Regions from separate parts of the Rattus norvegicus genome. Here regions 2, 3 and 4 are each linked to region 1. The links are chromatin contacts, called in public Hi-C maps. All regions are on one chromosome and are shown on one strand. Each heading gives the region's core, a stretch centred on a gene start, on an enhancer-like site or on the middle of the called end of the contact. The rest is flanking DNA. Distances are from core to core; before and after follow the strand shown. Region 1 overlaps Rad51b (RAD51 paralog B). Region 2 has its middle 29 kb from the start of Rpl36l6. Region 3 has its middle 52 kb from the start of Atp5pdl1. Region 4 overlaps Rad51b (RAD51 paralog B).

The links. A called contact is a pair of places that touch in the nucleus more often than the background predicts.
Region 2: a Hi-C map of liver shows a contact between it and region 1, with 6 times the contacts expected there. The contact joins two enhancer-like sites. A contact is called at or near these places in 6 of 12 Hi-C or Micro-C datasets (the A7r5 cell line, frontal cortex, hepatocytes and 2 more) and 1 of 1 datasets of contacts at active chromatin or transcription factors (oligodendrocytes).
Region 3: a Hi-C map of psoas muscle shows a contact between it and region 1, with 2.7 times the contacts expected there. The contact joins two enhancer-like sites. A contact is called at or near these places in 4 of 12 Hi-C or Micro-C datasets (Schwann cells, kidney, mammary epithelial cells and 1 more) and 1 of 1 datasets of contacts at active chromatin or transcription factors (oligodendrocytes).
Region 4: a Hi-C map of liver shows a contact between it and region 1, with 9 times the contacts expected there. The contact joins two enhancer-like sites. A contact is called at or near these places in 9 of 12 Hi-C or Micro-C datasets (the A7r5 cell line, the Rat2 cell line, frontal cortex and 5 more) and 1 of 1 datasets of contacts at active chromatin or transcription factors (oligodendrocytes).

Annotation. Positions count from the first base shown.
Region 1 is chr6:104,165,785-104,171,498 of GRCr8, forward strand. The region is part of intron 7 of Rad51b (RAD51 paralog B); the gene reads left to right. Among named protein-coding and RNA genes, the nearest start is that of Atp5pdl1, 260 kb to the right of the region's middle. Within about 2 kb of position 2,602, at least 20 of the 93 cell types and tissues checked have an H3K27ac peak or open chromatin away from gene starts, as enhancers often do. A contact at or near this core is called in Schwann cells and liver, where this site is marked.
Region 2 is chr6:104,518,059-104,523,772 of GRCr8, forward strand. No RefSeq gene overlaps it. Among named protein-coding and RNA genes, the nearest start is that of Rpl36l6, 29 kb to the right of the region's middle. Within about 2 kb of position 2,558, at least 3 of the 93 cell types and tissues checked have an H3K27ac peak or open chromatin away from gene starts, as enhancers often do. A contact at or near this core is called in liver, where this site is marked.
Region 3 is chr6:104,478,929-104,484,642 of GRCr8, forward strand. No RefSeq gene overlaps it. Among named protein-coding and RNA genes, the nearest start is that of Atp5pdl1, 52 kb to the left of the region's middle. Within about 2 kb of position 3,128, at least 56 of the 93 cell types and tissues checked have an H3K27ac peak or open chromatin away from gene starts, as enhancers often do. A contact at or near this core is called in Schwann cells, where this site is marked.
Region 4 is chr6:103,895,924-103,901,637 of GRCr8, forward strand. All of the region lies in intron 7 of Rad51b (RAD51 paralog B), which reads left to right. Among named protein-coding and RNA genes, the nearest start is that of Rad51b, 69 kb to the left of the region's middle. Within about 2 kb of position 3,263, at least 9 of the 93 cell types and tissues checked have an H3K27ac peak or open chromatin away from gene starts, as enhancers often do. A contact at or near this core is called in liver, where this site is marked.

The sequences.
Region 1 (5,714 bases), core at 1,352-3,851:
AAGATCCCCACCAATCTTGCTTTCTGTCGTCATCCAAAAGCGGAGATGCTAAGGAGTACAGAAGTGGAGGGAGACGTGTCTCTGGAAACACGTATGATCTTAGAGACATATACCTAAAAGGCCAATTCTTGCGTCAGGTATTGAATAGGGGTCTAATTTCACAGTCTGACATAGGCCAAGGATGACTGTTCAAGACCAGTGTTGACCTCTGAGCATTGAGGCCAAGGTGATTTTTCACCTATAGATTCTTCCCAGAAAATACCTGACTGTTTTTCTGTGTGAAAAGTACTGGGCGTCAGGGATGGGGAGGTGCTGTGTGACAAGAGAAGTGGCTGGACAGCAGTGTGCTTATTTCCAGTTTCTCAGCTGCTCTGGAAAACAGCCAAAATGAATGAGATACAACAAGCCTTCAGTGTTATTGTAAGCCACAGAAAGGCAAGGCCCCTCATTTTAAAAAGCTCTGTAGAGTTTAAAGTTTCATGTGTATTTGGTCTGGTCTGGGGCAAGTATACCCCTGAACTTCCTCCAGGAAAATGTTTGCTTGCAGGAGCACCCAATGGGCCCTGCCTCCCTGGGCAGATTGTGTCCTGAGGGAGATAAAGCAGTGTAGCACCCCAGTGAGACTTCCCGCTCTGTTTGGCTAGTAGGGGAAGATTGATACAAACCTTGGTTAACCCTGTCTTCATGGCTTCTGGCCAATTGTTAGAAAGACTGGAGAAAAGTCCATTTGTCATAAGGGATGGATGGTCTAGCAGAGGAGGGAAAGTGAGGGCTAGATCCTCTGGGACCAGTGTGCTTGTGTGAGGTACACAACATGGCAGCCAGGGATACCAAGCAAAACTAAACAGTGTTTCATAAACCTAAATCCTGGCATACTCCCAAAGGATGGAAAAGCTGGACGTTCGAAGCAAGTTGCCTTCCATGGAGAAAAAGCCCATGAGCCTGAGGTGGCTGTGAGTCGTGTCCTGCCCAGGCGGTCGTGTTCCAGGCGTGACCACTCTTCAGTGGAACTCTTGTCTGCAGTTCACGTCAGCGGGCGCTTGTTACTGTCTTCCTAAGTCGTGTTGACATGTTTTAGGCAGAGAAGAAATCTGGATCAGTAAAATTCTTTTCTTGACATTGCTAAAAAGCATTACCAAAAAGAGCAGGGGTATTTTCAGAGCTATGTGGAAGAAATAACATTTATTGTGGACATGGAAGCCCAGGTGGGTAGCTTGGTGAGCTGTTTCAGGCCACAGACATATGTGAGCAGCTCAGGGATGTTCCGATATGGACACTAACAGGACCGTACTTCAGTGACCACCTCCTTCTTCCTAAGGCTGTATTGTCTATCCTACAGTTTTTAGGAATTTTCTGAAAAATTACATTGTATCGGTTTGTGACGAGCTTAAGCTTTCAAAGAAATCCCACTGGATCCTCAAGAGTGTTTCGTTGAAGAGAAAGAGTGGATATCAAAAGCAAGCCACTTTTTTTTTTTTTTTTTAATCTTAGAACTGACGGGAGGTGGCTGTTCACTCTACATCTGTCTTTTCTGTGCATTTGCAAACTCCAGCTGAGGGCAGCGATGTGGCTTTTCCTGAAGTTACACAGAAAGTTAGTTCAGGAACAGCAAAGAAAAGCCCTGTCTTCTCATGCCTGGTTTGTCACCATGATGTGAGCTCTGTCCTTCACAGAGGAATTTAGTCTTGTTGCTTGTGGGCGAGACAGTGGTGGTGCACACCTTTAATCCCAGCACTAGAAAGGCAGAGTCAGGCAGATTTCTATGAGTTTGAGGCCAGCCGGGGCTACAGAGAAAGTTCCAGGACAGCCAGAGCTATACAGAGAAACCCTGTCTTGGAAAAAGAAAAATTGTGAATATCTAAGACATTGGAGTGGCTTGACAAGGTAGGCTTGGCATCCTCAATAAAGCATAATTTTAAAGAAACGTATTTGGAACACTCTACTTTTAACCTAGAGTGATAATTCTAGCCTGCAGAAATTTTGCACAAAGTGCCCCCCACATACATTTTGAACAGATCCTCAAGGCAGCTTTGTGGAAGTAGGAAAAACACATCTAAATACAGCTGTTTCCCAGAAAACAGAACCCAAGCGGGAAGCTGTGTGAGATTTAACCACACTGCTAGCAAGTTACTGAGCAGGCTCCTGCCCAGACGTGCAGGCCCAGCCCACAGCTTATCTCATGGCCCCAGCACGCATTCATTGCTAAAATGGTGTTTTAAAATGCAGTTCCCTTTCTTCATCTCCTGCAATGTGTATACTTTTTCTGCCCAGTTCCAGACAATGCTGCCATATCCACCATTTACCATATGTGGAGGGAATGGACCTTTTCAAATCACCGAAGTAGAGTTGTTATTCCTTTCTCCTCCATGTCCTAACTTCAGATCCAGTGCTCTTCGCGTCGCCTTCAGATGAGAGGGGCCGTCGGGGTTAATTGGCAGTGTCTCACCAGGCTGCCAGTGTTGAATGACCTTCATTTTTTTAGAAAGAAAAACAAGGGGTGGGGAACTTAGAAAAGTTTATGGCTCTCCTGAAACCCAGCATGTGTTGCCAAGACATGCTGCTTACTTTCACGTGGATCGCTAGGTGGCAGGATGGCCACACCACTGGCGGGATCCCAGGGACTGCTGTGGTGAACCTAGACATCTGTGGCTGGGGAGATTAGGCTAACCAACCTGGCTGATATTTTCTTGACAGGGAACTGGCCGAAGTGATTCTGAAACATATGCTTCCAAGATACTGTCTTTAAATTTCCTTCTTCCTTTATTCCCTCAGCCCACTTGCAGTTTAATTTTTCTGCCCCATTGCATGCTGGTAGCAGAGGGCAGACACCACCTGCCAGCAGCTGCTTCGAAAGGCAGACTGTGATGGGTGCACGCAGTGGTGCTGGCACCCTTGCCTTGGCATGTCATCTGGGTCATGGGTGTCTGAAGGTAAGACCTTCCCTTGAGTTAATTAGATATTTCTCAGAGGGACAGCAGATTGAGCCTAAAGATCACAGTACCACTAACTCATTACCCTAAAGATTACTGTCCCCACTAACTCAAATACACTAAAGATCACAAAAGCAAACAAACAGAACAATGACAAAATGAGATTTTTGTTTTGCTGGCACAGCGCCATCTTGATTGTGCTGTATCGCTGGACAGGGAGAGCTGCTGTATGTGGATGAGACTTGGTTCCCAGTTTTTGTTTTTGTTTTCTTACCTAATAGTTTACCAGGGTCTGCTACCCTGGATGCCTTGCACGCCACAGGCCGCAGGCCACAGGCCACAGTAAGCTGAATAAAGCTCTAGTACAAGTTGTGTCCTTTCATGTTGTGAAGAGCACGAACTTCGGTTACAGAAATACTTCTCTGGATCTTTGGATTTTTTTTTCTAAGAAAGAAGGAACACCATTAAAACAAAACATTGCGTACCAAGTGAGGGTAGCACTCTGAGAGTACCTGCCTTGAGACTCCAGTAAAACCAAGTCTGAATGTAGAAGATTGATCAAACAGAAAGATTTCATTTTAATTACAAAGCGTTCTTTACTCACAGCTGAAACCACAATCAGATTTCATTAAACGGTGAGTACTGAGTTCCTGATGTGAATTGTTAATGATTCCATCTATGAGAATTTACAAAAAAAAAAAAAAAGAAGAAGAAGAAGAACATTTAAGTCTCAACTTTTCAGGAACTGACTGGTTGCATAATACCGAGAACCAAGTGTCTTTGTACAAGAACTAAAGTCACTTTGTACATCACGGCCTACTTACAGCCTACCATTGCCCAACTGGGGAACCCATGGCATTTTTCAGTTTTCAGCTAAGGGTCTTGATAAAACCCTAATTTTGCACATACAACATTGGCAACATGGAAGGGCCTTGTGAATATGGCCAACGTGACTTGTCTACGGGATTATCCTGTAGATGAAGGCCCCAAGTGTTCCGTTTATTCCGTTACCTAATGGACTTATGATTCTTTCATTAAGTTCAGCGATCTGACTTTTGAGAATACCTCAAACAACACACATAAAGCAGGCCAAGGGTATTAATTGCAGGCCACCACCACAGCAAGGCTTTGAAGCTGGGAGAGGGTGGTGAGACCTTCTCCTTCCCTAAGAAAGAAATGTCATAAAAATTCCAAAGCAGAGATCAAATTTCCAGGGGGAGGGGCTTCTTTATTGTTTCCTCTAATAGCTGCTCTTGAGCTGTCTTTGCTAGAGTGCTGTACAGAATAGCCCCAGGCACAGACCAACCTACAGCCGGGCCTTGCCCCATTCCAGTATTTTGCACCCATTTTGAATGATTAATTTATGATTATTTTGTCTCTTGTTGGTCATTTCTTTTATCCCACCCTCCCGCTGGAAGGGCACATCTTATTTTCACACTTTTCCAATTAATTGGTTTCTTCTGCCCTTAGAACCGCAGCAAACGTGCAGTGGGTCTTTATGGGGGTCTTCGCTATGTGGATCACGCTTTAAAGTTTGGGAACTGGAGGGAGGGTGAAAATAGTCACAGCTTGTCTCTGTATTTGTTTCAATGTCAAGGGGTGTAGTTTTCTACAATGTCTGAGACGTAGAACTACATAGCTTACTGTTTCAGGGAAATAAACCAGAAATCGGTCAGTTCCTTTAGTGAAATGTTTTCAAATACTGCAGAGTTCTCTGCCTTTGTATTTCCACACTGAACAACACAGTGGTGGTGGCCTTAGTATTTTTCTCCACAGGAAGAAAAAACATACTCGAAATAGGCTCCCCACCCTGCCCTCCAAGTCCTCCAGGTACAGGCCCGTTGAGTGTTGCTGAGCTGTTCACAGTCTAAGGACACCAGCACTAATGCACTAATTCACTGAAGGCCTCATGCTTCTGAGTGACAGCTCAGGACAGGGACTGAGGGGCTGAGATCCCACGGCGGGGGTGGGGGGAGGAAGGAGCTGGGGGTCAGGAGGCATTTGCTGGGGAGATGTAATATGGGAAAAGCACAATGGCTGCCCCAGCAAGCACTGCATCCTGGGATAGCAGCACTTCCACCACTCGAGTAGACACAAGCTGTTAAGGATCAGCTTGCCTTGATTTTTAGCATAAAAAAGCCAGTGACTACTCTTTGTGTCAGTTTATTGAGCTCTCTAGCACAGACTCATAACTTACATTAATTAGGAGGAAAAATGCTTCCAAGGGAAAGAGAAATGCTAGCCAAACAAAGCTGACTTTGACCAGTTGTCAAGGCCCTGCTGTTTGGAGTCATGGACAAGTCCTTGATTCTTATATGACAACCAGGGTGGGGCCTAGAGGAGCAGTTCATCTTTTGTTACACTTTTAAAGAAGGAATTCCTCTCCCCACCAAAACCCCCACATTTTGTTATGGACTTACCATCGCTGTAAGGTCTAATTTACTATGGTACTCTCTCCCCTAAGTCTGAGTACCTTCAGGAGCCTTGTTAAAATTCCTTCTTAAAAGCATAAGGTAAAAGTGTCAAACTTGTTTTCTGAGAGGGGAGTGTAGCTGCAGAAGGGACAGGCCCAATCCTTTTGCTATTTTAGATTCTGGTAAATAACTTGAAACCTGTTAAAGCTTTTAAAGGAATGAGGAGGAGCTGTCCCTTTGACTCTTGTATTCCAGAAAGCAAATAAAGGGAACGATTTTAAGAAGAGTCAGCCCTTGATGGGCTCTGTTCTTCGCAGTATCTTGCAAATGTCACATTTGTCCCTAGAGGCTCACGAATTGATTCTCTTGT
Region 2 (5,714 bases), core at 1,308-3,807, 350 kb after region 1:
CATATTTTTTCCTCCTCTTTTCACTCACACAATCCCTGGTAAATCCTTTGTTCTTCCTCCCATTCCATTGTTCAACCATCCACCTACCCACCCACCATCCATCTATCCACCCACCCACCCATCCATCCATCCACCCACCCACCCACCCATCCATCCATCCATCCAAGTCTGCTGGGTCCTCTCACTTTGGCTTCACATCCCAGCCATGTCCAAGGCGGTTGAGGTTGTCACTGTCTTTCCCTGTGGTCAGGTTTCTTTTCTTGCCATGCTTTCCCATGCCTTTCTCTGCAACTACTCAGTTGTCATCTCCCACCGTTGGAGTTGGTCTGGCACTGCTATGTGTGTAAATGCTAAATAGTGGCCCCCAAGATCTGGTTGTCCCCCCACAAAGAGATCTTCACATACACCAAGTGATGCTCCCCAAGTTAAATGGTTAATAAGTCTAATGCCTGTGATTGGGCAGTAGAGGGGAAAAGGTGGGACTTAAGAATCGAGTGAGGTGTCTCATGAGAGACCAAAGGAGAGGGGAGAGGAGGAAGTTCATCCTACAGGAGAAAATAAGCCTCCAAAGCCAAAAAGGCAAACTTTTCTCCTCTTCTTCTCCGAGACAGAACAACGGAGTCAGGAGTCAGTGACCCACCAAAAATAAGATAATGCTCCCAGCAGCCAGGGCCCAAGTTAATCTCCTTCCCAGCCATGATATCCGCTCTATGTGCAGAGGTGAGTGCAACCTGACCCAGAGCTGTGGGGTTCAAGAAGCCAGCCAAGAAGCCATGACATCACTTTTCTTCCCTACGTCATCTCCCGCCTCTGGCAGACACATAAATGGGTCACATGGGTTGTTGTAGACGACTGGCGAGCATCAGGAGGCTCTTTCCTAAAGAAGGCTCAGGGAGGACTGGAGGGTGATTCAGTTGGCAAAATGCTTGGCTCTGCAAGTGTACAGAGCTGGACCCAATGCCCAGAACCTATCTAGGCGAGGCAGTGCACACTTGTAATTCCAGCCTGGGAGAGGCACAGAAGGATTCATCCCTGGGCTTCCTGTCCATCCAGTCTAGCTTATGTGTGAGCTGCAGACCAGTAAGAGTGCCTGTCTCCAAAAGAACATCCAAGGTTGACCTGTGGTCTTCATGCTCCAGTGAATGTTCACTTACACACACACACACACACACACACACACACACACACACACACACACACACCACACGAGCACAGATCTCAAGTTCTTGGATAAGGATGTCCTCCTCACCTGCTGTACTCTGGTTATGGCTTTGCCATTCCAACCTCCAGGGACTTCTGGTCCTAGCATCTCTGGCCTCCTGACCCTCACTTGGGAATAGACCCGCCACAGAGGCTGGATTTCCATCACCAGAAGGGAATCTTCCTGACTTTTAGTATACTTGAGAATAAGCTAGTTTGCCCAGCTTATTTATGTCAGTGAGGGCCACAATGTGCCAGTGTAAGTGCTAATTCTGTAGACAAGGTCCCTCTCCTCCTAAGCTGGGTTTAGTGAGGAAAACAGAATGCGTCAAGCAGCAAATGTGAATGCTGTTTCTCAGAAGGGAGCATGCCCAGGTTTCAGATCTGATGGGGTGGTGGCATTTCCACTGTGGGCAGAGGATCTTTTCTCACTTGCAGCTCACCCCGAGCCTAAGCAAGAGCTGTCTGTCACATGGTAGCTACTCAGTAAAATCTGCTGAACGCGCTAGCAAATGAACGAGGGCTTCTGTGCTTCCTGACAGAGTCTGATGCTGGGGTCTACTAAGTCTCCATTTAGAAAAACGCTGAACAGAAACGGAAGTCGTCCACCCTCCTGAGGACCGTACATGTGGGCGCGCTGCCTGTGGTTCCTTTGGGCTTAGAGGTGCTTATGCTGGGTCACAGCTGGGGAAGATGATATCCCTGAGATCCTGCAGGGAACCTTCCAGGCTTGCCCCCTTGGCCCCCAGACCACACCATGAAGAACTCTGTAAATGGATTCATCAAAGCGGGGAGAGCAAGCCTCTTGACAGGTGAGGATTTAGAACTGAAAGCAGAGATGCGTTCAAACTCCCTGGGCCCAGATGTCCTAACCACAGGCCGAACTCTTGAAGGAGAAGGGAGAGTAGTACCATGAACCTCACCTCTCTTTTCTCAAAAGAGGTTGATGGTTCTTGGGAATTCCCTTCAAGCATCCGAATGCAATGTGCACACAAACCCAAAGGTATTTGCTGTCAAGTTTCTAGGCAGGATTATGTCAAACTGACCAGCTGTTTCATCTGCCATGCTTACCTTAACTTCAAAAGGCTGGTCTTCTGTCCCAGGAAAATTGAGCCTTTACCATAAAACATTTCCAAATTCCCTCAGACCTCAAAACATGCCCACATTAAGGTATCTCTCTTAGGCCTCTGGAAAACTGTGTCGAATGTACACAAAGACTCCTCAACCTTCTGCCCTCCAGTAAGCACCTTCCCAAGAAGAGAAATAAAAACTGGTGACAGTGCGAGGTACACCGTGTGCAGCCCTACGGGCAATGTTTGCTCAGGGAGCTGATGGGGGCAGAAGTTCCTCTAGGTAAACTGTGCCCTTGAATGTCTGTGTACACACAGAAGGGGTGCCTTTGATAAGCTTAACCACCAATGCCACATGAGCATGTAGTGACCCTGGGTGGAGAGTCCAAAGAACTACATCTGGAGAGGAAACCAAGCCGCCATTCCCCACACATTCTAAAGGTACTCCTCAGTAGATCAGATGCGCTAAGGAGGCAGACCAGTGAAGCACTGTGTTTTACTTTGGGGTCCTGAGGTTAACTGACAGGGAAAAGCAAATGACTAAGGTGTACTATGGAAGATTCCAATGTCTTCCTTCTGTTGAACTACTTTAAGGAGAAGCAAGATTTACAACAGGCATGGCCCCCTCCGGGTTGGAAACACCAAGGGTTTGGAATCCCGCCCAGTCCTGGGGCCGGGACTTCACTTACCTGGAGCCTGCTGAGCAGGAAATGGGCCCCTGGAAGATGAGGTAAAGTGAACACTTTCTCAAGAAAATTACTCTCCCCACAGAGACCCAAGCACCTCGACAGAGAATAAATTCCAACCCAGAGTGAGCAGCTCTCAGGGCCATCTGGATACCGGTGTGATGTGGATGTGTGTGTTGCTTGGAAAGGAGCTGGGGTTCTAGCTCGCGCTTTCCTGTGCAGAGGGAAATGTTTGCGCCTTGCACATGGCTTCACAGTGGAGGGTAATTGGCAAAGACTATGAAAACCCATGGGTGGGCTTCTACCTCCGCTCAGAAGCATGTCTCCCTTGTGACGCCATCTTCCCATCTGCCCGGTCTTCCTCAAGTAAAAGAACTGTGCCTGTGGGAAGCTGAGAGGAATGATGGAAGCTGGGCTCCCAATCACAGCTCTCCTGAGGCCACTAAGACTGTCACTGGCAGGCCTGCAGGCCAGCAGGCCGAGGTGGGATTGGTGCAGGGCTGCAGTGCTTCCTGAGAACCGAGAGCCCCTTAACTTAAATTCTCTTCCCTCCTCTTCCTCCATCGTCTCTTCTGTTTCCTTAACACAAGCTCAAATTGTGATGTCAGAATATGGCAGACAGGAGTCTCCTATGTCTTATGAGAAGCCTGGGGGGATGGGGAGGTTCCTAAGTACTTTCAGTTGCCAGCTTGTGGGTTAAGTGTTTGAGCCTGTGGAAGTCCCCTCCAACTAGAATAAAGTGCTGTCTGACCAGAGACAAGAAACTAGAGAACTGCAGAGATACAGAGATATGCCCAGGGTCACACAGTCAGTAGTGACAGAGCTGGGTCCATGTAGTGCCCACCCTCATCCTCACTTCGCAGCACAGGGAGCTCTATTCTAGGTCTTTACTGAAGTCAGAGGATGATGTAAGGAAGGGATGCCCCAGTCCCTCCCCGACTGCTGTCTGCCAAGCTCTGCCTGTGTAGTGAGAGATGTGCCGGACACCAAGTGCTCTGCCCCAGAACGGGATCTTTGTCTGCCTTCACTCCTCACCACACCTTCCAGTTCTACAGCCAAGTCTGGCTCACAAAAGAGCGACTGCTAAGGGAACCAAGAGAACCTTCCTGAGCTGCCCACTGGTCCCTTCATTCCCCCTCCCAAACTCTGAGCATGCCCTGGGATCACATTAGTCCTGGGTGGACACCGGGGAATGCTACTCGAGTTGAGAATCCCCACACTGAGGGGGACACTGAGGAGGGAGGGAAGCAAGCAAAGGAAGACTCCACGCTCCTGGATGTGCGTTGAGACCAGTGTGCATGGAGCAGCAAGTTGAGCATGTAAGGTTTTTCCATGAGACTGGGCCCAAGGCACAGTTCCAAAAAGAAGGGAGATACAGGGGAGGACACAAGGGCCAGAAGGCTAAGAAATGAGAGTTCTCCAGAGTGCTGGTGACATTGGATGATCCTAACTCTCCACTCTCCATGTCATTCCTGTTCAGTTATCCAACACCATGCAACACACTGACCGCCCTAGACTCAGCTACTGCCCACAGTGATTAGGCTAGTGACTCAGCCTGGCAAGCCAGTTCTGAGGGGGGCATTAGCCATTGCAGTTCAATGGCTGCTAAGGCTAGAGTCATGGTAACGATCTATGTGCCCGATGCCTGGAAGACCTGTCGCTCATGTCCAGGCTGGATCCAAGCTGTAGGAGGTCTAGAATTTCCCTAATAATCATAGACTTTTAGTCTCTACTGTGGCATGCCCAGGTTCAATGAAGGAAGTGTGGCAAGTCTTGGAGACTATAATAACCGCCTTTATAGAAAGACAAAATAACCTAAGGAAGTAAAAAGGGAGAGGGACAGACTAAGAGTTAGAACGAGAGAGAAACAGAAAGAAACCAGGCTATGGGCTGGGAGACTTTGTTCTTGTGTCTAAGAGAAGTTGCTTCTCTCAGCTTCCCACCCCACTGTTCCCTTATCTCATACCCCAAGGTATGCTCCTAGACTATGCCTAGATCCAGGGTTCTGGAGCCAGAAAGTGGGAGAGAGCGGAAAAAAACATTTACATCATCCTAACCAGCCCACACTTAAGAATGGGCCTGCTACGTGACCATTGCAGTAAAACTGTTTATCTGTCCTTGCTGAAGTGTGGCCTCTAAGGGTCATGATCTTCTGCCTGTGACGTCCCCACAGCAGTTGCCCTGGAGATGTGGAGGTCAAGGATGGTAAAAGAGCTTCTTGCCAAGATGATCTCACATAAAAATCCCTTTGCTGGGCTGAGTGGCCGCTTAGCTTACACAAGGCTCTCCCCTCTGTGCTCAGAAACAGGGAGTGGGGGCAATTGAGCTATGAAGGGAAAGGGAAGAACCATAAATTCCTCATGTGTGTACACAGGCAGGGAAGGGTGGGCTCAGCACAGCATTGTAACCCTTTGATTCCTTCCACTCCCCCAGACTTGCCCTGTAAGGGCTGTCCATTTAACCACAGTGGACTTCGGTCCCGGAGCCTTGTTTGGAAGGTTGCAGAATCATCTGTTTGAGACTACCTTTCCCATTCGTCTGGGTAAGTCAAGCATAGAATCTCATTCCTAAGACCGAGGTAGGCTTCCTCCAGCCTCTGCATGTTTCTCCATTGCATATTGAGACAACCTTTGTTCTGGCGAAGCAGAACTTTGCACATTATATTTCTCCTTCAAAGTCACGTTTAGTCCTACTCAAGAGAGCTCTTCAACCTTCTTCAATAACAACAAAATTTATTTGCTACCCTGCCTCCCTCGAG
Region 3 (5,714 bases), core at 1,878-4,377, 310 kb after region 1:
CTAAGACCATTGGAAAGCACAGGTTCAGAACAGCAGCAAAATCACAGTTATGAAGTAGCAACAAAAATACATTTATGGTTGGGGGTCACCACAATATGAAGGACTGTATTAAAGGGTGGCAGCATTAGGAAAGTTTGAGAATCACTGCCATAGACGATCCCAAACCCCAAGGACATAATTGGGAGAATGTGGGGTTTTCAGGTGACCCATTGGGTCTGGCTAGGGCTAAGGGGATGAGTTCAAGGCACAGGCAGATCTTGACTCACCAAGGTCTTGAGTCCATTTGATTTTCTGCCCATCTGTCTATCACACTTGTAGACCTGCTAGGAGAGAGTGAGACTCTTTGGAGACAAGTCACAGCTCAGTAGTGCTGTAACCGGAAGCCAGGTATGAAAGCATTGAGAACTACAGACCCACCCTGCGACATTTTGAAACACAGAGTCCAATGGAGGCCAGATTCCACATGTCCAAATATGTAAAAGTTATTCATCAAGCTAGTAAAGTCTTTAATCTCTTCTCCTGCCTTGACAGACATCTTTATGATGTCCTGAAGGCCAAGTTTGAATTGAGGATTTGGAGTCACGAGAAGTCCAGCTGGAATGTGATAGCCTAGAGATAGCTAATCATAGACTGGTTTCAGCCCCTGACCCTACCTAGTACTAGAGAGGCCTTTAAATTTTTAAAATTGTATTTGCATTCGTTGTGTGTGTGTGTGTGTGTGTGTGTGTGTGTGTGTGTGTGTGTGTGTGTGTGTGTGTGTACAGCATAATACACATCTAGAGGTCAGAAGACAACTTAAGGGAGTCGGTTCTTTCCTTCCATCACATGGATCCTGGCCATAGAATTCAGGTCTTTAGTCTTGGCATCAGGTTCCCTTACCTGAGGCCATCTTAGCAGTCCTAAAAAGGGTCCTAAGCACAAGCACGTAAACACTTAGACTTTGAGTTCTAGCCCTCCCGCACCGCCCATCACCAGAACCCGAGGGTGTACACACCAATGCCATAGCCCACCTGCTTCAGCAGACCAGGATTTAATTAATTAGGACCTTAAAGTCACTGATTTAGGCTCAGATGCTTGGCCAGGGGATTTCAGAATCTGAAAGCAAGGACTGACAGTGTGTTCTCGGTGAATCTGTTCCTTTATCCCAAGAATATGCTGACTGTGGTTGGAACATACCAACCACAGCATGGGCCAATCTTATAACCAGACCAAGGCAAAGCCTGGTAGGTGTGAGGTCAGCCAGTGGGAATTCAGAAGAGGAGCTCAAGAATTTCCTAGAAGGGACTTCATGGTGCCCTGTGCCTCCTGCTGCCAAGATGGGTGTTGGCCCACCACCTCGTGCCTCTACACAGGTCCTTTAGGTGTCCTGAAAGTGTCCCCATCTCAGGCTCCCGACACAGTGGAACTTGTCTTCTTTCTCACTCACTCCTTAACTCTAATTTCCACCCTCCTGTGCCACTTGGCTGACCTCCTTGGCAGAGAGGTAAGGAAAGGATAAGTCTCTGGAGGTTCATGTCCCCCAGCCACCGAAACTCAAAGTCTCCCTGAGGCCACACGAGCTAAAGGCCAATAGTCCTGCTCTCTCCAATCACTGACCTGGTTTCCTTTCACCTCTTCTGGCTGGGCTGTTAGTGGATGTCACTCAAAGCAGGTTCATTCATTTAAAAAGCTACTGGGAACAAGCCTCTTTCCTCTCCTATACAGATGCTTCTCACTGCGTCAGACAGCCTTCACTACAGTTCCCAGCGTCCTCCCCATTTCTCCTAAGCTGGCCTTCTCCACAGGTCCCTCCTCTCCCCCCAATATCTGGATCTTAGTCCGCTGTCAACTGTCCTTATTTCCGTCCAAATCCTTTCATTCTTGGAGTTGTGTTTGAAGCCTCCCTCCACGAGACACCTCCCTGTCCCTTCTAGCACATCCATGAATCCTTCTCACACTTTATGTCCCATGAGGTTAAGGTCTTGTGTCTTACGTTTGGCCCAGGGATGACATGTATGTGCTTTTTGTAAAGCATTTGTAATCTCTCCTTCCTGAATAAAACTTACAGAAGAGACCTTAATCCATTTTCCAATGACGGAGAAGGGAGACTCATAACTTACCCAAGTTGGAAGTCTGAGCTTGGCAGAGTTGGGTATGACACTCATAACCAATCACCTCCACCCAATCCAGGACCTGCCCACAACCTGCTGCTGTCTCCCTCCACGGAGCTATGCCACCCCCGGGGCACTCAGCTGTCAGGAAGGGCAACCACAGGGCATTCTCATCAACAGGGCAAATGGTGCCTTTCCCTTTACCAGCAGGACGAGACGGGCTGCTGCATCGCCTCTGCCCCTCTGGGCTCTGTGCGTTGCTCGACTTCTTTGCATTTTAAGATCCACCAGGCAAAACAAGTAATGAACGGGAACTGGGGAGAGGGGGGTCACTTGGATTTTCTCAGACCAGCTTTAACTCCCTGCTGGCTGCATGTGAGTCCCTCCCTTTTCTTCAAAGTGAGCAAGCCCCAAGCCCGCTCCCCGTGGCAGGGAGGCTGGCTCCTTTTGCAGGCAGCCCTTTCCATTTCAGAGCCTCCTGACACTGCTCTCCCTCAGAAGCTGCCGCAAAGCCCCAGGCAGAGGCTGGTAGGGGCAGAGGAAGCCAGCAACCAAGGCACTTCAGAAATCCGTGGGACCAAACAAGACAACCTGGGAACTGAAGAGCAGGGAGGACCAGAGCAGCCAGCGAGACCCCCTAACTTGAAGTAAACACCCTGACTCGATGTCAGTCTAACAGCACAGAGCAAACATTCCTTCCCCCCTCCCTCCCTCATTGTCCTGCTCAAGCAAGGAAGAAAAACAGAATAATGAGCCACGTTGGACAGTGTCACCAGAGCAGCCAGGAAGACGTGGGCAGATGCCTGGCCAGGCCACTGACTTTCTCTGTTTCTGGGAGAGATTTTATAAATATTCGGGGAGTTTGATCTGAGGTTGGTGGGGAGGCAGAAGAGCTGAGGGAGGGGGAGATAACTCAGTCCCCGGGGGTTCTTGGCCCTCTCGGAGGCCTGCTTTTCATTAGTGTTACCAAGACAACGGCTCATCTGCTGCAGAGCTCACCACAGCCTGCAAAGCACCCTCAGCACGCTCTGCTTCCTGCTTTGCTAGTGAATCTCCATGGCAAATCCACCTCCCTCCAGGACTCTGCCCTTTAGTCATGCTCTCCGAGCCTGGGCAAGAGAGGATCACTAAACGGGGACAGGAAAGCGCTATGGCGACTTTCTGAGGCTAAAATGGACAGGCAGAGCTGTGACGGTCCCGTTACCAGGGTGGTAATTTGCCTAGCATTGTTCAAAAGTAGAGTCAGGAGCCTTTGAGTAGGTACAAGACCCTACAGCAACATCCTGGTTCCAGTGTCTTTCTGTGCAGCCCAATCTTTACTCACACACCCCCACCCACCCATACAGCCACCTTTCCCCTCCACATATACTTTGATTTGATTTTCTTACTAAGGCAAACACATCTAAGAACAGCCTTCCTGGTCATTGTATGGATAAGTTCCAGATGCTCATGTAAGTATGAGTCCACAGGTGGATTGAACCTAGGTGTCCAGTGGGTTGCAGAAGGGCTCTCAGGGGAGAGGGAGGGAAGAGACTCAGCGGGCAAAGCAGTATTTGAATAAGCAAGTCAACCCCAAGAGAACAGCCTGAGGTCAGGTAGGGAATGTAGGCCCATTGCTATAACCTCTATGGATGGCTAGTTACTGGATAAAAAGTCAGCTCCCTCTAGCTGTGAGCTCCACGGGGCCAGCAGCCAGGGAGTCCCACTCTTGGGCTGCATGCCAGCATCCAGCAGGGTGCCTGTACCCAGGAGGCCTCTTAACATGGGTTGTCAGAGAAACAGTTCTACAGAAGCAAAGGAGGGGAAGAGAGTCATAAAGATGCTTCTGGGACTGGGGCAGAGTTTTTTGGGGGGGTCATCTTCCTAGCCTAGTTTTGTGCTTTGGGGAAAAGCTGGACCCCAGGTCTCTCCTAGCCCCTCCTTATTGTGGAATGCAGATTACCCCAACCCTCTTGCAAGGTCTGGACTCTGAAATCCAGAGCTAGCGCTGGGGAAATGAAGACTCTGGACTCTCTCTTTCTCCAGTTCTCTTAAATGAAATAGGACCAGGAACTCTAGTCATTAGGGCTCACACAAAGCATTCCCTTGCCTTTATATATATATAATGTATATATAATATAATTTATAGTATATATAATAAATTTATATAATATTAATATATAGTTTATTTTAAACACACATGTATATGAGTCTGGGTGCATACACACACACACACACACACACACACACACACGCATGTATATAAAACAGGCTCTCATAATGTGGTCCAGGCTGGCCTCAAAGTCTGAGGAAGGCTCCTTGTTCAACCTTCCGAATGTCATCTTGTAGATATGAGCCCCTGTACGTGTACAGGCCTCACACTGCCTTGTTTCTTGCTTCCACTGAGATTGAAGCAGCAGACTCTTGTAATTCCTTTGCTGGTCAGGGGTGGGGGTGGGGTTGAGGATTCTCCCCATCGTGTGGGAGAGGCCATCTGAAAGAGATTTTACCACATCCATCCCCTGAGATACCAAAATCATAGCAAAGTCTCCTCTGAGCCCCCAGGGAGCGGCTGTCTCCTGGCATGGGTTTCTGATCCTCACTGAAGAGGCCCCTGCTGGCATCTGTGATTCAGTACTGGTGTTGGGGTTTAACAGGCAGCCAAGTGAGACAGTGTGGGGCCAACTGCACACTGGGGCTTCTTGGTCGATCCGAGCATCCTGGTGGGAGAGCTTTACTCCAGAGAGAGTGACACCAGCCCAAATGGCTGTCAGAGTGGAGTGTCCCTGTCCCTGAGCCTGCAGCCTGTTTGTTTCGTGAAGAGCTGCAGGCCCCTCCTGGATCAGGGAGTGAATTTCCGTAGGCTCACTAGGTGACATGACACACATCGCAGTCTGTGATACCGTGGCACCCAGGGAAGAGTCTCACGGATTCTGGTTCCAGTTTTGCTCTCAGCAATGTGGCAGAAGAGAGGTGAGCCCTCTGTCTGTCGCTCCCTCCCTTTAGGGTAGATGTGACAAACTACCTTCCACATGGCGGCAGGGGACCCGCACTAGCAAGCCCCAACCTCACGAACAATAGCAGCCTTTGGTACCCCGATGTTGGGGTCTCAGCTATTTCATTTTTGCATTGTCTGTATTATTAGTCCCTACTCATGACCCTGTTTCCAACTGTCGTCACCTTTCACCTCAAGAGTATTCACCCATGGGACCCTTATTTCACATGAGATGAAGGAGTTCTTGGAAGAGAAAACAAATCTAGCCTTCACAATGGAGTCTTCCAGAACCTTCCCCATTTCCCACAAGCAAGTAGGGTCTGGTTTTCATCTGTTTCACTACCTGTTTCCTTGAGAGACAGCAGGATGTTGTTGCCATGACAGTGTGTGTATGTGTGTGTGTCGGGGGTAGTTGGCAGTTTCCCTCTGGGGTTGGCATGCTCTGTGGCTATGGTTCCATCTGTACACCTAGGCAGAGTGGGGCGCAGGGATGAATGAGCCACAGGGGGTGGGAGGTGGATGGGGTGGGGTGGAGGACTCTCAAGGATTGTGCGAATGCTGGACTGATTGAGCACAGCTGTTCCCCCAGCAGTGCTTTTCACATTCATTTCATGGGAGGAAGGAAAGGCAGCTCCTTGGATGGTTCTTGG
Region 4 (5,714 bases), core at 2,013-4,512, 270 kb before region 1:
AAATTTTAGTCCACAGCAAATTACCAGATTAGAAATATTCTGCCCACCTCCATCTTCCTTTGTCATGGCTGAGAATTATACCTAGGGTCCTGGACATGTCAGGCAAGTATTCTGCCACTGAGTTACATTACTAGTTTTTCAGACAGGAAAAATGCAAATTAAAAAAAATAGTTGGCAGGTTCATAGGCATGCATTCCATAGCTATACCTTATAACCTACACAGTGTGTATATGTGTGTGTATGTGTGTGTGTTCTTTTGCATTTATCAAATGTTTTATTTTTTTGAAGCCATGATATTTTGCTAGTTGAATATATTCCAACTTGGATTTTTTCAGAGCTTTTGCTTTTGCTAAGTTGCAGGAGAGAATACTGAAGACTCTGGCTTAGCCAAACTATTGTCTCCTATCTTCCCACTTTTTATAGCCATTCACTTTTTTACTGTAAAAGTTACAGTCATGCTTGCCTAGCAAGCGTAAGGCCCTGGGTTCGGTCCCCAGCTCCGAAAAAAAAAGTTACAGTCAGTGAAGGAAACTTAATAAAAACTTAAGTATGGAAAGTAGAAAGAGATGGGTAGACTAACAAAAGGAGGGTTGTGCCTCCCACTGTAATCTCGGAAACGCAACAACATTGATGTGGAACTCACTCTCCCATGGTCTGTATCCTGTGCGTTTGCCCCCAAATTTCCATGTACCCCACTCAGACCCAGCTTCCAGGTCAAAAGCATTCTAGCTGGTCTGCCCCCAAGCCCAGACATTTAAGTATTCATTACCTCAGCGAGTGCATGTGTATCTGTACGTAATGATGTTTGTGCTTGTCTACTTAGGGCTTTTGAAATCTTTGCAGTTTTAGACTAACGGCAAACCCCCAGCCAAACAGAAAAGTATGATTTCCCCTTTTATCTGTGTCCCGTGTTATACAGATGTTCCCTGAAAATAGCAACAGTTTTCTGGGAAAGGTCCTGACAGAGTCTGTTCTCACCCTTTACCCTGGCTCTCCGATTCATGTTTCCTTCTTCCAGTGTGGTCATGTGCTTGCCCGAGCCTGGCTCATGAACCGTGTAGGATATTCGTGGGGTTTTGTTTTTTAAGCCATACACTGTGCACATGATGCAGTATTTAATTTGGAACGAGCTCCAAGTTTAGACACACGTGCTTCTTGTGGTGTTTATCTTGGAGTCCACAAGTAGGAGGAAAGTATTTTTGCATTTTATACATCTGGACACTGTTCATGGTCTTTCTGTGACTTGGGAATTGTGTGTGGGGCAAAATCCAAGGAACAGTATTAAAATAACATGGAGTCATAATGAGGTCCGAGTGCAGCCCCTTGATGAGTATTCTTCTGATCCCAGCAGAGTTTGACTTTGGATGTGGTGAACTTTTTCAGCTGTGTGGTTCACTGGTGGCCTGAGCAGATTGGTGGACTATAAATTACCTGACACCCTCCCGTTCACTTCATGTGCTGCTAGACATGAAGTCTAAAAGTCTTTGACAAATTTGGCTCTTTAAGGGGAATAATTTGACTTGATTTTGTGTGGGGCAAGATAGGCAAAGGGAGCACTGCTCAGTGCTGCTCTGCCTGCTAATCCACTGCACTTTATGAGATCTTTTAGTTTCTCGCCATTGTTCTTCTGCTCCTCCCTCAGTCCATGCATCCAGAACTATAATGATCCCTAGACCATCTCGGGCTGTGGGTGAGGGTTGAGGGCGATGTCAGTGATGGTGGTGTCCATTGTGTCTGCTAACCTTATGATCTCACACAAGAAGTTGTCATTTAAAACAGGGTGAATGTGATGTGGTACAGTGCCACCTTTTGGATGGGGGTCTGCTAGAATGGGGCAGGTGAGAGAGGCATTTAGAATGTTGCTGCTCTGAGGAAGATTGCATAAGGACAGTGTTGCTTCCTTGTCAGCCTGGTTTTCTTTAATTTTCACATTTCTCCTATAATGTAATGGCAGATATAAGCTGGGGAGGCAGGATAAAGCTTCAAGTGGACTTGCCCTTGAGTGAAAGAGGGCGGGCAAGTGTTGTTTTCTGTGCTGTCCATCATTTGGGTGTAAAACTGTTTGGATCTTTACTTTCTATAGAAGGGCTGTTTGCCTTTTTTCTTTCAATGCACTAAAGGGAAGAAAATCTAATAAAGTAACTGAATCTACTGGTTATCATTCCTGCAGAATTTTCAAGTGTGTTTAATAGTGGTCTCTCATATAACTATAAAGAAATAAATAATTGGAGAGGAAAGGTCAAAATTGTGTTGTAGTTTGAGAACCAGAAGAGTCTGGGGATGTTTGAGTGATTGGGTAAATTGCTCAGCTGGGAGCTGTTTCTTTTTGCTGCCTTTTGGGCCTTTCCTTTGGGACACTCCCCCCACCCCCTTACTTTTGTAATGCATTTTGCAACCTTCAGTTAGAAAATAGCCATCAGAATTTAACCGCTAGTAAATAAACACATTCTAGTTCTATGATGGGAATCACTAAGTAGCAGAGAACGGTCTGGCTTCATTTGAAGAGAAAGATTCATGGTAGTCATGGTAGTAACTCCGAGAGTTGACACCAGAATCATGTTTGTTTGGCGTGTTAATGAGTCTAAGAGGAAATGGTGAAATCTGCTGATGACACCAAATTGTTTTGCTTGATCCTAACATGAGGTTTCTGGGAAGCTGCTTTGTAGTATTAGAAATAGTGGAAGGATTGGGCAATTTGGGGCAGACATGCTGAACTCGAAGTGATGGTTTTTGTGGAGCAGCCAGGGTACACCAATGAAGTTGCAGAGCCTTGCCCTCTTGAGGGAACTGCTCTCTCCAGAATGTGAAGACTGGGACAAAGAACATTCTGGTTAGAAGCAACAGTGATGTAAAAATATGGCATTTGAGTGTCTTTTGGACACTCAGGTCAGTCGTAGTATATAGGAGTGGGTGTTATTTCCCTTCAAAACAACCATGGGATATTGTGTGCTTACTTTCTACACATGCTTGCTTTTTTGATGGGCAGGTCTAGCCCTTCCTATAACCTTTTAAGTATTTCCTGTGGTTTGTAGATTATTCTTCATTTTTAAATAGCCGGCTGTCTTTTAGAATCTCAGTGACAGACTTAAAATGTAAACGAGATATAAAGTAGTACAGGGAATCGATTGCCTCCAGGACTAATTCTCAAGGAAATGCCATGAGATATTGCAAGGATGTTTGTACAGCAGTAGTAGAATAAGTTCTTCACTGATACAGCTCACAAATGTGACTCATTGGGCTGTGTACATTACAAAGGCCTGTTAACACACCCACCCTGTGATAGGCTATTGATTCATGGGACTGAAACCAGTGCATTGTACGAGCCAAGAACACATTACCACTGAGCCTTAACCCTGGCTCCACACGTCACACCTCTTTCACACTCCCCTTCTCCCTTTTCAAGCATTATTAGAAGAATCGGGACATTGTATACTACTTAGAGGGTCTCAGTACACTGGTGCCTAGAAACGAAAAAGGTTCTGGGAGTTGAAAACATAAGACAGCACTGTCACAGGCACTGTGGGCTGGCAGGCTGTAGGTATCCTCACATTAGGAAAGGATTTGTGTGGTCGTAAACAACTGAATGAAACACAGGAACAGGAGTCAAGAGGGCTGAGGGGGAGGAGAGCTTTCAGGCTCTGTGGTGGTGCCTTTGTTTTATCTAAGCAGGGAGAAGATGGGGCTGGCTCTACCTCCTGGAGTTGGAATCCCTGGAGTAATTTTGGAAAACCACTACAGAGAGTCAGGTATCTAGAGGGCCAGAAAAGGACTTGTATACAGAACAGGAAGACTTCATTCCTTCCATACTCTTCTGAGATTATTATAAAAAAATTAAAGTTTTCCATTTACCAATTGTATACGTTCCTGTTTCAAAAGCCATAAAGTCCTTTAAATGTTTTAATTTTGTGACACCCTTGTATTTTCACAGTTCTCGGTCTTTAAACACTTCAAATTGAAAAATCAGGAGAACCTTTACCCAAAAGTAGAGGAATTCTTTTGTGAGTAATATCCTGACTAAATAGCCCAAGCCAACCCACCCTCCCCAACACACCCTCCCCTTCCCCCCAACCTCCATGGGTCTAAATGCAAGGCCTCAGACTAGTTCTATCAGATTCATTGGAGGCCACTTGTTAAAAACAAAGATCTCATATTCTAGGGCTGGTGATGTAGCTCAGTGGTAGAGCTCTTGCCTAGCATGTACTAGGTCAGTGTAGAGCTCTTGCCTAGCATGTACTAGGTCAGTGTAGAGCTCTTGCCTAGCATGTACTAGGTCGGTGTAGAGCTCTTGCCTAGCATGTACTAACTAGGTCAGTGTAGAGCTCTTGCCTAGCATGTACTAGGTCAGTGGTAGAGCTCTTGCCTAGCATGTACTAGGTCAGTGTAGAGCTCTTGCCTAGCATGTACTAACTAGGTCAGTGTAGAGCTCTTGCCTAGCGTGTACTAACTAGGTCAGTGTAGAGCTCTTGCCTAGCATGTACTAGGTCAGTGTTCCATCTCAGTATTGCAAAAACTGAAACAAAGAGACAAAACGACACTGAATTAGAGCCGTCAGGGAGTACATTCTCAGCATAAGAGAATACTTGCTGAAAGTTGGTGTCAGCTCCACCCCCGACTCCTAACCGAGGGCACTGGGAAGGTGGAAGGGTGCTGGAGTAACAGAAACACTGTTATTGTGGTTAGAAAGTTTACTCTGAATGTCTGGTCATTCACTAGCTATGTGACTTAACCAAAATATCTAATAACGTCTCAGTAGCTTATATTATTTTCTATAAAATAGATTTTTGGATTTTATTCCTCGGCACTGCAAAGGCAAATCAACAGCAGCAGCAGCAAAGATGCGATTGTTACTGCTATTCCCTTAGCATACAAAGGAGCTCTCTGGTCTCTGATGTGTGTGTGTGTGTGTGTGTGTGTGTGTGTGTGTGTGTGTGTGTGTGTGTTTAATCCTCAGTCCTATTTAATAAGGAGGTGAAAAGAAAAGCCTAAGAATATTATATAAATGTATATGCTGGGGGAAGACAGGTTTCTTTCATTCTTTGGAAGAAGATTTTCAAGTGGCATTCTCAGTATTCTACATGCTCAGTATTCTGTTTTCATTTCTGCAGTGCTCTCTGGCCAAAAGAGCTGTGATAGAGCAGACACAGTAGATGGCGCTTTAGACTTATTTTAGAGGAAATTAGTGTACGGGTGTGGGTGGAAGGAGAGATTGGATAGTAAGCCCTGTGTTAATAAGCCCCCCAAGACTACCTCCATGTTGGCGCCTCTAAGAAGTAACTTTGTTTTGTTTTGTTTTGTTTTTGTTTGTTTTTTGTTTTTTGTTTTGTATAGATCTAGAGTATAACTTCAGTAAAAATCAAAGTCTTAGCTGGTATATTTGTGTGACTTTTGTCACTTGGAAATTATCTCTTGTGCTTCAAGCCATAAGAATATAAAGGAGTTATTTTCTTTTAAGACATTTTCTTATATATGAGGGTTTCCCCTAATTTTCTTTGTTTTTTAATATTTCCATGTCTTCCTAGTTTTTTCTGAACTTTTTTGTTATCTAATAAAAATGTGGTTATAAAGTTAGTTTGAATAACATCAATTACAATGTCATATTTTTTAAATTCAAATTTTCACATTAAATACACATTCAAATAGTATGGGTCACATTTAGGATAATTTAATTTTAACTTTTATTTTATTATGTGAATGGGTGTTTTGCCTGCTTGTAT